Linked DNA regions of Mus musculus: regions 1, 3, 4 and 5 are each linked to region 2. Evidence: chromatin contacts called from public promoter capture Hi-C data. All regions are on one chromosome and are shown on one strand. The core of a region is the stretch at or near the end of the contact, and the rest is flanking DNA. Distances in the headings are between cores, read along the strand shown. Region 1 holds the start of Fam122a (family with sequence similarity 122, member A). Region 2 holds the start of C030016D13Rik (RIKEN cDNA C030016D13 gene). Region 3 holds the start of Ermp1 (endoplasmic reticulum metallopeptidase 1). Region 4 holds the start of Mbl2 (mannose-binding lectin (protein C) 2). Region 5 holds the start of A930007I19Rik (RIKEN cDNA A930007I19 gene).

Region 1 (2,700 bases), core at 71-2,570, 3.0 Mb before region 2:
ATCCCATAAATAAATAGAGCTCTCAATTATTTAAAAAATCAAGGGATAACATATGTATTTAGACATATTAGCAGCGTAAAATGTATGCTTCAACACACTTATTGATAAAAAGTCCGAAAATATTACTACACTGAATTCAAGGGCATCCCCAGGAACCTGACATAGAAATTCTCTAGAATAACATTTCAGGAATTTCCAAAAAGAGGGAAGAGTCAAATAGGAAACGGCTTTAACGTAATCGACAAAGTTCAGTGCTTGCTCTAACTTGATTTTTTTCTTTCTTTTTTTTTTTGTTTGTTTTTGTTTTTTTGTCTCTCCATTGGGGGAGGGGGATTCAAGATGAGTGAGTCACTTTGAGGAAAGTTCATCTACTGGAATAAAGGGGGAGGCTGCTTGGGCGGGCGACACAGGAGAGTCGGTGGTAGTGCTGACTTTCGCTGGTGAGTTACAGGAAGATCCGGCACTGCTGCTGTTTCCATCCAGGGTATCGGAAGATACGCACACACCGGGGTCTGACAGCTGTGCAACGTCAGAAGACAGCATGTTGGTGATGCCCTGGAAAAATCTCTTTGGCTGATAATCAGTTTCCATTTCACATTTTCTTTTCAATGGTCCAAGAACACTTGGTCTAATGCAGTTGATGGGACTCTGGCTTCTCCGGGTGGTAAATCGGGTGGTTGGGCTGGGAATGGGACTTGGAGGCAGTCCGTTGCTACTCACAAAACTTTGCAAGGACGGTGAGAAACACTGCTTCCCAATTCCCCGGGTCGGGGACGGTGCCGGAGACACCGGAATGAAATCGATGCGCTTCGGGGAGGCGGATTTCTCCACGTCGTTGTCACTCAGGCTGAAACTTTCCTCCCAGGAGTGGCTTATCTGCATTGCGGTCTGCACCTCGCGCTCGTGAACGGTCTCTCGGTTGATCAGGTCCATGCCCTCCTCCTGTTTGATCTGGTGCAGGCGGCTGCTGTGCATTCGGACCGGCGAGGCCGGGAGCAGCAGGCCGTGGCGGCTCGGGAACGTCGTGCTGTTCCGTCTGGCGCTGGGCGCCTCGGCCTGGAACACCGGCGACGAGTCGCTGAGGCCGTGGATCAGGGGGGCGCTGTTAGACCTCCGCAGGCCCCCGCCGCCAGGGCCGCCGCCCTCCGCCGGGCTCGCGCCCGCGGGCAACTCCAGGTCCAGCTCCATCTTCTCCTGAGCCATGGCGCGGCCGGGAGGCGGGGGCGGTGCTCAGTCAGGGCCCTGGGACTCCCATTCCCCGCGGCCCAAGGCCGCCGCCGCCGCCGCCGCCTTCGAGAATCTGTCAGCGGGTTCGCGCCTCTGCGCAGGCGTGCCCCTTCGCGCAGGCGCCCTGGCACGCCCGTTCTCGCGGCGCCAGCTTAGTGCGTCATGGCTGCGGCGCCGCGGCGGGGGCAGGGGGCGAGCAGTGGTTGGGCGACTCCAGTGTTCGTTTCTTCCGCAAATAGTCACTGGGCGCGGGCTCGCGGGAAGGCAGGTTACGGAGGCCGGGGCATTGAGAAGTGTATGTGCTTATGAAGCAAGTGTGAGCTCAGAAAGATAGGCCCTTGGTGATGTGGGGCTTCATGATTGAGCTTGGCCCGGCCTGGTGGGCTTCCCAGAGGGAAGTCTGAAGGAGGCCACGGCGGCGCTTTGTAAAACTGGACTGGAAGCAGGGAGCCACTGCTACCCAGCTAGGTGACAGACAGGAACCAGGAGGACAGGGTTGTTAGCCTGATGGTGGACAAGAGCAAGTTCTGGGCTTTTTTTGAGAACAATGAACTCCCGGGCGTTCTCAAGGAAGCATATTAGGGTACAGGAGCAGCCTTTGGCTGAGGTCTGAGGAAGAAGACATGGGATTAGAACCTACAGGGAAAAGGCCAAAGAGGAGGTTGATTTACACTAGGACAGAATCGGGGAGGGCCAAGAGAGAATAGTAGACTTAAGGCGGTTGGGAGGAAGAAGCTTTGTGACATCTTTTTTAAAAAAGTTGTCATATTTCTGCCGTTAACCGTGCACATACTAATGTTCACTTGGTGTGGGAATCCAATGAAAGAAAAAAAAAAGACACATTCATAGATCAACAGATTTTTAGCTTATGTAATTAATACAAAACTTTGTATCTCATTAACAGGGAAGTTGTATGTGTTCATTTATTCAGTCAAGTCTCCTATTCGGGCATACCTACTTACTATGTACCAGGTACTGTGCTAGGAAATGGACTTGTGTGAGGACATTCAGTTTCTACTGGGTGGGAGTGGGGGATGAGAAAATAGGGGACTTTTGGTGGTATGGCTGGAGGTAGAAGTGGGACGGTGTGGTCAAGCACTACCTATATATAGCCCTTGAGGGGCAGTTGGGCAGAGTTCAGTTGTAAATGACAAATCCTGTGGACTGTGGGAGGTGGGGGCAGGGCCGAGTGTTCCAACCAATGCGAAGGGCCAACATACCCACCCGTCTGGGGAAGAACAAGGAAAGAAAAATCAAGAAGGAGACAGGTGACCTGAGAGGTCAACGGACTGAGCGCCCAGTCCTATGATTATAAGTCCCTGAGCAGTATTAGGCAGGGGAATAATAGGCTTGGGCTTTATCTGTTATGGTTTGAGATGGAGTCTCACTAAGTCATTGCTCAGGCTAATCTCAAACTTCTGGGCTCTAGTGATTCACCTCACTCCCAAAGGAAGTAGGGCTAAGGGCATATCG
Region 2 (2,700 bases), core at 61-2,560:
GAAGGGGTGGCACATGACAGCAAAGAAGTGCTGCTCTCACAGTGACAAAGCTATGCGGCAGTCATGATGATGTTAACCCTGGTCACTTAAAGCACTGTTCACCAAGTTACTAAGCAATCAAATTAACGGCTAATCCAAGAGCAAGACAAGCAAATTAGGTATTCTAGACTGTGCAGCCTTGGGACCCTGAGATAACGTCCTACACAGACCTGAGTCCTCAACACTTCTTGATTATGTATATAACTGGCGTCTTATGCTTAATGTCTGAGACACAATCCTCTGCATTCCACTACAAATTACTATCTTTCTCTCCCTGTCTATTCCTGCTGTATTCAACGGGGACCATCTACTCCACTTCGCAGAGAGAAAACTGGAGCACGGCTCCTGATGTTCACTTCTTTGGTAGTCATCGTGTACCCAACAGTAAGTTATCCTGCAGTCTCCTTAAAGATACCTCTGTCTCTACTACCAACACTCAATGCAAATCATCAAAAATCTCCTTAAGAGAGTCAAGACCTACCATGAGCCTCCCGATCTTTTCTAATAATCCTTCATTATTTTATATGCCTAGGAACACAAAGCAAAATACTTCCCACTACACAAAAATAAAGAGACTCGACACCAAGGCTCCACAGTTCTACCTTCCTCTTTGTCCAGTCCGCGCCTTACTCCTGACTTCCACCTCCGGGACATCCCACTGCCTCTGTTTAAAATACTCTTGCCTCCCATCATGCTTGGCTTATGGATCGCTTCAGTTTTCCCTGCACTGCTCCTATGCACAACGTCTGACACGGGACGAGTGGGCTGACTGTGACTCGCACAGGCCGGAGTTTGACAGCGAAACTTGTTCCTTTAGCTCTACAATAATCAAGTTAACAGAGAGGGCTTAACCCCTGCCCTCGCCAGGGTTCCTCCAACTCCGGGCCAGAGAAGCGGCCAGGTAGACCGTCCCGGAGATGGAGCTGAAGACGCCGCTCGCCCACCACCCCGCAGAGCTCCCCGCTCCCGAGCGGCCGGCGGACACTCGCCCCACACTTCCCGCACCAAACTCTCCACAACACTCACCGCACACGTGGGGCAGAAACTCGCAGAGTTCCGCCACCACCCCCCGCCGCTTCCGCTTCCGCTTCCGCGTTCTGCCCCGCCCCGGATCCGCTGATTGTAGCGTTACGTCCTGGTACTGGGGTCAAGGGGTGGAGCTTAGGAAACACGAAATCCGTAGTTCCTGTTGGTCCATTTTCGCCACACCTCTCGTCTGAGAGGGCTGCATGAGTTTTGGCCCTCGAAGGGATCCGTCCCGTGGAAGACGAGTCCGTGGCTTGGGAAAGTGACGCTTGAGCCTGCAGATTTCTGGGAACGACGCGGGTTCTCGCGAGGGCCACCCAGGTCCTGAAGGAGTTAAAAGACAGCGAAGTCTGCAAGCTGGGTTAGCGTTGGGACAGCTCGCTCGTTAGTGTCTGTTTGCGTCGTTAGTCTAGCCTGGAGGGTAAAAGCTGTACCGGAGTCTCTTCTGTTGTAATCGTGTTTGCCAACACCCATGTCTCCCTTATTTCCCACCCTAGCTGCGAATCTCCGGATAAATTAGATCCCTCGGGAACCATAAGTGTAAAGAACGGAGCACAGTCAAATATTGTGAAAAGCTCTTTCCATAAATGTGTGTGTGGCGTTTTTAATGTAGGCCCGTTCTTGGGCATGCATTTTTTCCCCCACGGTTCCACTTTAGGATATATATTTAAGGTATTACTCCATTTTAGCGAGGAAGCAATAGAAACAAACTTGGTCTTGGGGGCTGCAGAGATGGCTAAGCTGTTTTCTGCTCTTGGAGAGGACTTGGGTTCATTTCCCAGCACCTACATGGCGGCAGTTCCAGGGGATCCCACGTCGCGCCAAACAACAGAACCTTACTGCCTAACTGTTCTGAAATGCAGATGTTAGTTGGTTGAGCAGGGGGCCCTTTTTGAAGCCCCAAGGAGTGAGTGGACGTCCCATGTATCTTCAGCATCTGGTGCTTCAGACGTTCCTTGGCTTATACCTGACTCCTGCCCCTGCCTTTCATTCTCTTCCGTCTTTGTTGTGAGAACACTTGTCAGTTTGTTAAGATAGCTTGCAAATAAGCTTAGAGACTATAATTCCCTGTGGACACTGTCTCTTGTGTCGCTGGTAACACATCTTTAAGTGTTACGGCTCTGTTAGGGGAAGGCTTCAGCTGCTGGGAAAGTTTCCCTGATGCAGGTGTTACAGCTTTGCTCTGGCTCATAGAAAATTTTCCCTGTGACAGTTCTGCTCCAAAAGGTATCCTGGCAGTCAGGAGCCAAGGAATACCACAAAGTCTTGCTGCACAACTAAGCTCAGGCAAGGGATTAATTTGGAGGGAAAAGCTAAGGAGGGTGGTTGCCCTGCTTGGAAGAGAAGCAACAGAGAACTGGGCAGAATTGGGGGATGGGGAAATATATCAGGATTCTGGGGTGGGGGGTTACTTTCCAGGGTGGTCTGGGATTTTATTTTACTTTTTTCTTGTACGGCGAGACCTGGGCTGGGAATGGCTATTACAGCCTTTAAAAGATGACCATTAGGGAAGTCAAGGGCACATGTGTGTGTGGGGGGGGGGGTCTGGCTATTTCCTGCCTTGAAGCACTAGAAAGGCAGTTACAGCTGTTTTAGCCTTTACACCCTTGCTAGAGCTCCTGAGGCCAAGACCTA
Region 3 (2,700 bases), core at 44-2,543, 2.2 Mb after region 2:
TGGTCTACAGAGGGAGTTCCAGCCAGGGCTACACAGAGAAACCTTATCTCGAAAAATAAACAAGTAAATAAATAGAATAAAAAAAATAAAAAATGGGGCTGGTGAGATGGCTCAGTGGGTAAGAGCACCCGACTGCTCTTCTGAAGGTCCTGAGTTCAAGTCCCAGCAACCACATGGTGGCTCACAACCATCCTTAAGGAGATCTGACTGGTGTGTCTGAAGACAGCTGCAGTGTACTTACATATAATAAATAAATAAATATTTAAAAAAAATAAAAAATAAAATAAAATAAAAAATGTTGAACCCTATACAATCCGTAGTACAGAAGAGCCATAGACCATCTGCGACCTTCAGAAATTACAGGCATAATTCTGTCTGGATGTACTCTGAGTCTCCTTCCACAGCTTTCAGATATGAGGGCTGTGGTGCTTAGAAAGGTTAGCACGCACTACATTACTCCTCTCCCACACCATCCCAGAAAGACTTGGTAATGCAGCCCTGGCACAAAAACCTCACTCTCCATCTCATTTTAAATGCAGAGAACTAACCAAAGTAAAAAGTGGAAGTTGCTCGAGAAAGAGAGGAGAATGATGAAGCGTGTGAACAACCAATCATCTGCAGGAGGAAGAGAGTGGATGAGAAAGCAGACTCAATCGATCTGGCCACCCCAAGAAAGCGAAAGAGGGAGCCGAGGAAGCCCGGAGTACCCGCAATTCAGACCCCCGGAGGACGCGCAGGATCATCCCACTTCCCACCGAGGTGCGCCCAAGGACCCCGGGACTCTGCATACAGCAGCGCCGGCCTCCTCCGCCTGGGGCACAGTGGCGCCGGGCTCACCCGCGCGGGACTCACCCACCAGGCGCTCCCCCACCCCGGGGCCGCAGAGGACTCGCGGCCGGGCCGATCGGCCGTACCTGGCTTGGCGCGCGTCGAACTCGCCCTGGAGCCCCGAGGTCCGGCTCAGCACCAGCCGCTGCAGCGAGAGCTGCACGAGCGCCCGCAGCGCGAGCAGGTAGAGTGCGAGCGCCAGCGCCGTGCGCGCCTCGGACAGCGCGGTCTTCGCAACCCGGCTCCCGCCGCCGTTCTCCGTCTTCCCCCACATCCTCCCGACGCCCTTCGCATCCTCCTGCGCTGAGGCCTCTCTCTGCCGGTGCGACGCGGCCGCCTCTCCCTCCCGACGCTCCGCGGTGCCGCGGTGCCGCCGCACAGCCGCTGACTCCGAGCTCCACTCCATGGCGGCAACTGCCACCACCAACCGCCCCAGCCTGCGACAGTCCGGGCCACCGCGGCCTCCGCAGCGCCTCCTAGTGAGCGGACGGAAACTGCAGAGGGCCAAATTTCTTCTGATTGGCTGGTCCGCCTCGCTGTTCCCTGGTGCCTGAGTCTGAGATCTTTGGTGGCACAGGCTGACACCCAGCCTGGTGCCAGCAGACTGTCAAAGGGAAAAACACCCATAAACCTAGAAATGAGCAGCCCTAAGCAAGAGAGAAGTGCAAGGCCGCTTTAACAGAATACACGAGGCATTTATCCTGCGCTGGGCTGATGAATACTGGGAAAAGGAGGATTCTGCCTACCAAATCAATAAGTAAGACTTCACAACCAGGACTGGACAAAGGTGTAATCCTGGCACTAGGAAGGATGGCCACAGGAGGATCCCTATTTTGTGCCTAGAGTGGAATACATAACAAAGATCCTGTCTTTTAAAAAAAATTTTTTTGGAAAAAAAAAAAAAAGCATTTGTAATCCCAGCACTCAGGATTTACACAAATTAGAGGCCTGCCTGGTCTACGTAGAGAGTTCCAGGCCAACCAGGGCTACAAAGGTGAGCAGCTAGAGGAGGCAGGGAAGGAAGTAGGGAGACACAGAACCCCAATTACCAGGGCTAGTGCTGTTTTCATTTAACAGATAACAATACCTATAATTTAATGAATAGCTGCTGAGTCAAGCAGTGTGCTAAGTACAGACTTTGAAAAGAAAATATTTTCATTCCTATTTAATATTGAAGAACATAAAGACAGCAAATGAAGGACAAATGGGATCCCAAGACAGCCTTCTGCTCTGTTCCGCGGACACACAGGGCACTCTAAAAACAAAGGTTCCGAAGAAATATTCTTTTTTATTAGATATTTCATTTTTTATTAGATATTTTCCTCATTTACATTTCAAATGCTATCCCGAAAGTCCCCTATACCCTCCTCCTGCCCTGTTCCACAACCCACTCACTCCTGCTTCGTGGCCCTGACATTCCCCTGTACTGGGGCATATGATCTTTGCAAGACCAACGGCCTCTCCTCCCAATGATGGCCAACTAGGCCATCCTCTGCTACATCTGCAACTAAAGACACAGTTCTGGGGTGTACTGGTTAGTTCATATTGTTGATCCTTCTATAGGGTTGCAGACCCCTTCAGCTCCTTGGGTACTTTCTCTAGCTCCCGAAGAGATATTCTTGAACTAACAAGATGGATCAGAAGATAAATGTGTCCATCCCTGATTTCCCCCAAGGCCTGACAACCTTTCATTTCCCTACTAGGCCCATGGTGGAAGGAGAACACCAGCTCCCACAAGGTGTCTACTGACCTAAGCACACACGAGTGTTCAAATACAAACACACAATTCATACAAACACACTTGCAAACACATCATATAAACACAATTGTGCTGGCTAGTCTTCTATCAACTTGACACACAAGCTAGAGTTA
Region 4 (2,700 bases), core at 48-2,547, 2.8 Mb after region 2:
CACACGTCTTTTTTATAGTCCTTTTTGAAATCCCCTTCTTTTAAAATCATCTTAATCTCACACAAATTGAGAAATTATCACAGAAAATTCCCATTGTTCCTTCATCTATCATTTACCATAGGTTCTAATATATGACATGTAGAATAAATACCAAGACCACAAAATGGATTGGTACAAAAAAGATAATAAGATACAGATTTTTAGGGGGGTAATTATTTATGTGCCTCTTGTTCTTGTTATTTAATCCTATGAAACAAAAAAAAAAATCATAAGTTTATATAGCAACCATAGTCAAGGTAGATTTTTTTTCTGACCAATAAAACGTTCTGATCATACACCTTTAAATTTATACACTACCCAGAGATCTATGTCAACCAATAATTTGTTCTCCATGGATTTATTAATCATTTCATAGAGTAATACAGTTTATAAACACTTGAAATAGAGCTTTAATTTAAAACAGGACCCATGAGATTTGTCCTTCATTGCATAAATAAGTAATTTTATTTTATTTTTTAGAGTTTTCCATTATATGACATATCAGCTTCTCATTCACAGATGAAGGAGGATTGGGTTGTTTTTAGTATTTTGGGTTAAAAAACTGAAGCTTCCAACTATATGGTATACACACAAATTATTACCTGGCTTCAAAAAAGAATGAAATCATGTGACAGATGAAATTGGAAGACAGTATCCTAAAAATAAGGAACCAGACCCATATGATAATTATCAAATGATTCCAACAATGCATTGTTATCATTACAAACACAGCCTCAGGTAAGAGGACCCTGCAGAACTACTTTAAATAAGATCTTGGTAAGTTTCTCCGAGATGAGAATCATTGAATAGAAGAGGAAGAGCCCAAGGGAAGAGTACTAAAGAGCGAGGATAGCCCAGACTGAAGACTATAGTGTGGAGTCCAGAAGTGTTCTTGCATATCGACAGCAACAGGATCTCTGCTGCCCCTTAGAGTGTATGCATGTGTATGTGAATGGAGTGAGCGTGCACAGAGCATATATATGTGTGTGTTTCTGAATGGCAAGCAAGGAAACTGACATGACTAACCACTTGAACCTGCTTGTTAGGGCAACTTAGTCATGAGAATTAGCAAAATGGGTGTCAGTTGAAGCGGGAAATGGCGCTGCATTAAGGTAGACAGCCATGCTGCACTTACTGCAGGCCTCTGGTGAATCCTCCTAAAAAGCGTATAATACAGTCCCAAAGAGAGTTGTTTATTAATCTGGGGTTGAAGGTCAGCTTGGATTATCTTTTTAAAGTCAGGTTTAGCTCCTCCCTCACTTTGAGGCATCTGTTCTGGTGGAAGAGGAGCTTCCTTGCCTCCTGAGTCTTTGCTGTGCCAAAGCCCTGAAATATCATATCTGGTGAGTGGATTTGGGTTCCTATAGCCAAAGTCTGGGGATCTGATTAAACTCCAGAGGTAAGAGGCACACCAGGCAGAAATCGTGTTGGCGGCAGCACTGTCTCTGCTTGCCTGGACACAGGACAGTTTTCTTAATGATCTGTTTGCAAAGATGACTTTACAAAGACAGTGTCCTGGGATCTAAGACCCTTAGGGCTGGGCTGTTATGATTTCTTAGTAAGGAACAGCTGGAAGAAAACTGGGAAGGATAGATACAATGTTCAAAGAAGGATTCAAGGCAGGTTGTCTAGTTGACAGCAGTTCTGGCATGGGGAAATCTACGAAGTAGAGAGGAATGGACTAGAGAGAAACTGACAGACAGAGAAATTGCTTTCCCCAGCAGCCCTGCCTTGCTGCATGGAAACACACTATTAGGAAGTTCAAGTTCATTCAGGGCTAGGCTAGTAGACTTACTATGCAACTGGGGTCTGACCCTGTCTCTCTTAATCACTAGCCTATAGTTTATTGCTAGAAACGGAGGAAAGCCTATCTAACTGGTTTTGGAGAGAAACCATCTTTTCCAGTGTGAAAATAGGATTGGGGCTGCTGATGGTGGCACACATGTGAGAGCCTTCTGAACATAGTGTCTCCGCTCGTTCTCAACCCCTAGGCCATCAGACACTGGTAAGTTGGAGGTGTGAACTTGTTTGGCTCTCCCTGCCTGCAGTGACACCAGAGACCTGGACACCAGTGACCTCCCTCAGAAGGGCGTCTCCTGCACGTATGCTGTTATGCTTATTTTCGTTAAAATAATAACCACGCAGTATCACAAGGAATGCTTGATTTTCAAAATACCCAAATCCAGACCTCACCTTTAGCGTGACTAATTCACCTGTACAATGTCTGTCCCCAAGTTATAGGACAGAGGCAAGGTTGGTACAAACATACTGAAAAATCCTCCATGATTTTCCTTACCCCCAGGTGAGGAGCATGTCCATTTTCACATCCTTCCTTCTGCTGTGTGTGGTGACAGTGGTTTATGCAGAGACCTTAACCGAAGGTGTTCAAAATTCCTGCCCTGTGGTTACCTGCAGTTCTCCAGGCCTGAATGGCTTCCCAGGCAAAGATGGACGTGACGGTGCCAAGGGAGAAAAGGGAGAACCAGGTGTGCATTAAACTGTTTTCTTTTTCTCTTAAAGATTTATTTACTTTATGTATTTATTTATTTTATGTATGTGAGTATTTCAGACACACCAGAAGAGGGCATCCGATCTCATTACGGATGGTTGTGAGCCACCATGTGGTTGCTGGGAATTGAACTCAGGACCTCTGGAAGAGCA
Region 5 (2,700 bases), core at 5-2,504, 2.1 Mb after region 2:
AGTGGGTAACACTTAGGGAGATTTACAGTGAGATATTTTACCCATCACTCCCAAGTGAGAAAGGACCAGAGGGTCTCCTCCTCCTGTCCATGTTCAGGCCACTCTCACACTTCACCTTGAGCTGGTCTAAAGACTGCTGGGTCCTTGGAAGGGAGAGCAGTTTTTCTTAGGCCATGTGACCTTGGGCATATCCAGCACTTTAACTAGCGATGATCCAGCACCATCATCTGTGGTTTTCTGTGGAATTAAATCAAAGCATCCTCTTAATTTTTTTGTAGACCTTAGCTGCTACAAAAGATCACAGGAGGAGAATCCCACCCAGAAGCTCACCAGTAAGTGAGGTCAAAAAAAAAAACAATTAAAAATTACTTAGAAACATCTACACTGCCCATGATTGCAGACACACTGGTGAGGCACATGAACACACTGAAGTAGAGGTAGAGCAAACATTCTCAATGGAATTGCAGCACATTTTCACTTCCTCTGCCACGTGTACAACTCTGTCTGAAAAGTACTAGACAACGAAGTTCTTCTATGATTTTATATTGGCAAGGCAGAGACCTCTCTGGACCTCTTGATTTATCCAGCGGGTGTAACTCGGATCATCAAGATTCCGTCCACACAGATGAAAATCTGAAAAATAGTTTTCAGGTCTGCTCTGCTTAAAATATCCCAGGAATGCTGTGTTGGCCTGTGGGACACACCAGGACAGAGATTCTAGGAGATCCTCTGGAAACAAAAGGCTAGTGAGCTGGGACTTTAGTCAACGTCTTCGAAAAGCAAGCGTTAGAACAATTACGGAAAGTTACATTGTTATTAAAATCCGGATTGTTACTTTGTTGTTACTTTTAAACTTTGAAAGAGTTACAAAAAGCTGCAGCTATTTTTAAGGTTCCAGGTCCAAAAGTTGAGCACCCCTTCATTCCTCCCAACCCCCAAATTAAAAACATCAATACGGTATCTCCAGTCTGGATCAACACAAAACCTAAGTCCATTTCTTTTCCTGAACAGTTTACTGGGGCTGCAAAAGACCCCATCTGGCTTCGCCTAGCATTAATAACTAAACAGGCAGACAAGACTGAAGCACTTTAGTGACTGAATAAAGAGCCTGCCTAGAATGTAAGCTCTGTACGGCCAGGGACATCACCAGCTCTCACTTTAAACCGCAGCACACAAAGGATTTGTGGGTACAGACTCGAACCCCAAGCCTTGGAGTCGCAGAGACCCAGCTCCAAGCGCAGCCCGGGAGTCACGTGACGCGCGCTCCGCTCGCCCCGCCCCCTTCAACCCCGGAGGTCGCGCCAATCCAGGGATCGTGCAAGTGGGCCCGGCCGCTCCGATTGTCACTGACTGAGCCTGTCGCCTCATCCCGGTCCCCAGCTCCACGCGCCAGGTCGCCAGCCAGCAAGGCGTCCCGAGCCCTCGACGTCCTGCCCCGCGGCCTGCGTTCTGACGCGGGGCGGTCCGAGGGAGCCGGGCGGAGCCTCCCCGCGCCGTGCGGCGTGCTGACGCGAGCGGCGAGCGGGGCGGGCCGGCCTCGGCTCCTCCCGCCGCGGGCCCACTGGCCGCCCGCCTCCCCCACCCTCGGCCGGTCAGCGTCCCAGACTGCGTCGCGCAGCATCGCGTCGGCCCGGCCCGGCCCGGCCCCCGGGCAGATGCCCCGAGTTGCCGCTGTCGCCGCCGCCGACTCGGCCGGTGGCGGTGTGGGAGGTGGGCGCCTGGCCCGGGGCCGCCGAGCGTGACAGACACGGCCGGGGCCGCCGGGGGGCTGTCGGGGCCGCGCGCGGACCATGTATTTCCTGAGCGGCTGGCCCAAGAGGCTGCTCTGCGCGCCGCGGAGCCCGGCCGAGGCGCCGCTCCACGTCCAGTCTGACCCTCGGAGAGCGTTCTTCGCCGTGCTGGCCCCGGCCCGCCTCAGCATCTGGTACAGCCGAGTAAGTAGGCGCCGGCGTCCCGACTTCCCCCGAGCGGCCCCTGTCCGGTCCCGACTTCCCCAGAGAGGCCCGGATCTAGTCCCGATTCTCCCCGAGCGACCCTGGCCCCGTCCCGACTCCCTCCGAACGACCACCGTCCGGTCCCAACTAACCCCGGGCGAACCCAGAACCATCCTGATCACCCTCCCTATAGTGACCCTGGAACTGGCGCGACTGCCGCCGAGCGACCCCGGACCGGTCCCGACTTCCCCCGAGCGACCCCGGCCAGTCCCGACTCCCTCCGAGGGAGCGACGGCGGTCCCGTCCCAACTAACTACCCCCGAGCGACCCCAGCCGGTCCCGACTTACCCCGAGCGACCCTCGCTCTCGAGTTGGAGCCGCGCGCGGACAGTCTCCACTGCACCCCAGTCCCCGCGTGGCACCCACAGCCGCGCGCCAGGCCTGGAGCTCCCTGGCGGAGCCCAGACTTGCCTGCCTCTCTGCCCCCATTGCCGCCGAGCCAATCTGTTGGAGCGTCCCCCAGCACTCCGGCAGCTGTGGCGTCCCCGCTCCCCCACCCCCCACCCCTGCTTTAAAGGTTGTTGTTTAGTGGAGTTCCGGAAAGCCTGTTGGTCTTTACCAAGTGTCAGAATTTACAGTCCTGTGGTAATTGATTTCTGAAAACTTAAAGACTTGTTGGGTTTGAGTGTAGATATCTGGTAACTTTAGCTCCGGGTCTCCCCCACACATCACGGACTCCAGTCCTTTTCTTGGCTGCTCTTGGACT

Evidence for each region. Promoter capture Hi-C pulls out the DNA fragments that hold promoters and counts their contacts. Capture Hi-C pulls out chosen DNA fragments and counts their contacts.
Region 1: a contact with region 2 is called in a promoter capture Hi-C map of liver, with 5 times the contacts expected there. A contact is called at or near these places in 3 of 39 promoter capture datasets (the C10 cell line, liver and pre-B cells), 3 of 484 Hi-C or Micro-C datasets (CD4 T cells and CD8 T cells) and 1 of 9 other capture datasets (liver).
Region 3: a contact with region 2 is called in a promoter capture Hi-C map of adipose tissue, with 3 times the contacts expected there. A contact is called at or near these places in 1 of 39 promoter capture datasets (pre-B cells) and 2 of 9 other capture datasets (adipose tissue and liver).
Region 4: a promoter capture Hi-C map of liver shows a contact between it and region 2, with 2.2 times the contacts expected there. A contact is called at or near these places in 2 of 39 promoter capture datasets (both in liver).
Region 5: a promoter capture Hi-C map of liver shows a contact between it and region 2, with 4 times the contacts expected there. A contact is called at or near these places in 7 of 39 promoter capture datasets (the 3T3-L1 cell line, 3T3-L1-derived adipocytes, cranial neural crest and 4 more), 3 of 484 Hi-C or Micro-C datasets (the N1E-115 cell line, muscle stem cells and palatal mesenchyme), 4 of 130 datasets of targeted methods (astrocytes, embryonic limb bud, forebrain and 1 more) and 1 of 9 other capture datasets (adipose tissue).

What each region holds. Positions count from the first base shown.
Region 1 is chr19:24,476,154-24,478,853 of GRCm38.p6, forward strand. It overlaps Fam122a (family with sequence similarity 122, member A), which reads right to left and starts at 1,321. Exons shown (of 1, transcript NM_026520.3): 1 at 1-1,321. The coding sequence starts at 1,203. The coding sequence ends at 349. The region is part of intron 1 of Pip5k1b (phosphatidylinositol-4-phosphate 5-kinase, type 1 beta); the gene reads right to left.
Region 2 is chr19:27,428,727-27,431,426 of GRCm38.p6, forward strand. It overlaps C030016D13Rik (RIKEN cDNA C030016D13 gene), which reads left to right and starts at 1,311. Exons shown (of 1, transcript NR_027987.1): 1 at 1,311-2,700. It overlaps Pum3 (pumilio RNA-binding family member 3), which reads right to left and starts at 1,182. Exons shown (of 18, transcript NM_177474.5): 1 at 1,066-1,182.
Region 3 is chr19:29,647,122-29,649,821 of GRCm38.p6, forward strand. It overlaps Ermp1 (endoplasmic reticulum metallopeptidase 1), which reads right to left and starts at 1,294. Exons shown (of 15, transcript NM_001081213.2): 1 at 915-1,294. The coding sequence starts at 1,234.
Region 4 is chr19:30,231,631-30,234,330 of GRCm38.p6, forward strand. It overlaps Mbl2 (mannose-binding lectin (protein C) 2), which reads left to right and starts at 1,298. Exons shown (of 6, transcript NM_010776.2): 1 at 1,298-1,382; 2 at 2,031-2,141; 3 at 2,342-2,525. The coding sequence starts at 2,351.
Region 5 is chr19:29,520,733-29,523,432 of GRCm38.p6, forward strand. A930007I19Rik (RIKEN cDNA A930007I19 gene) reads right to left here and starts at 1,255. Exons shown (of 4, transcript NR_015567.3): 1 at 1,158-1,255; 2 at 116-237. It overlaps Ric1 (RAB6A GEF complex partner 1), which reads left to right and starts at 1,550. Exons shown (of 26, transcript NM_001081319.1): 1 at 1,550-1,934. The coding sequence starts at 1,791.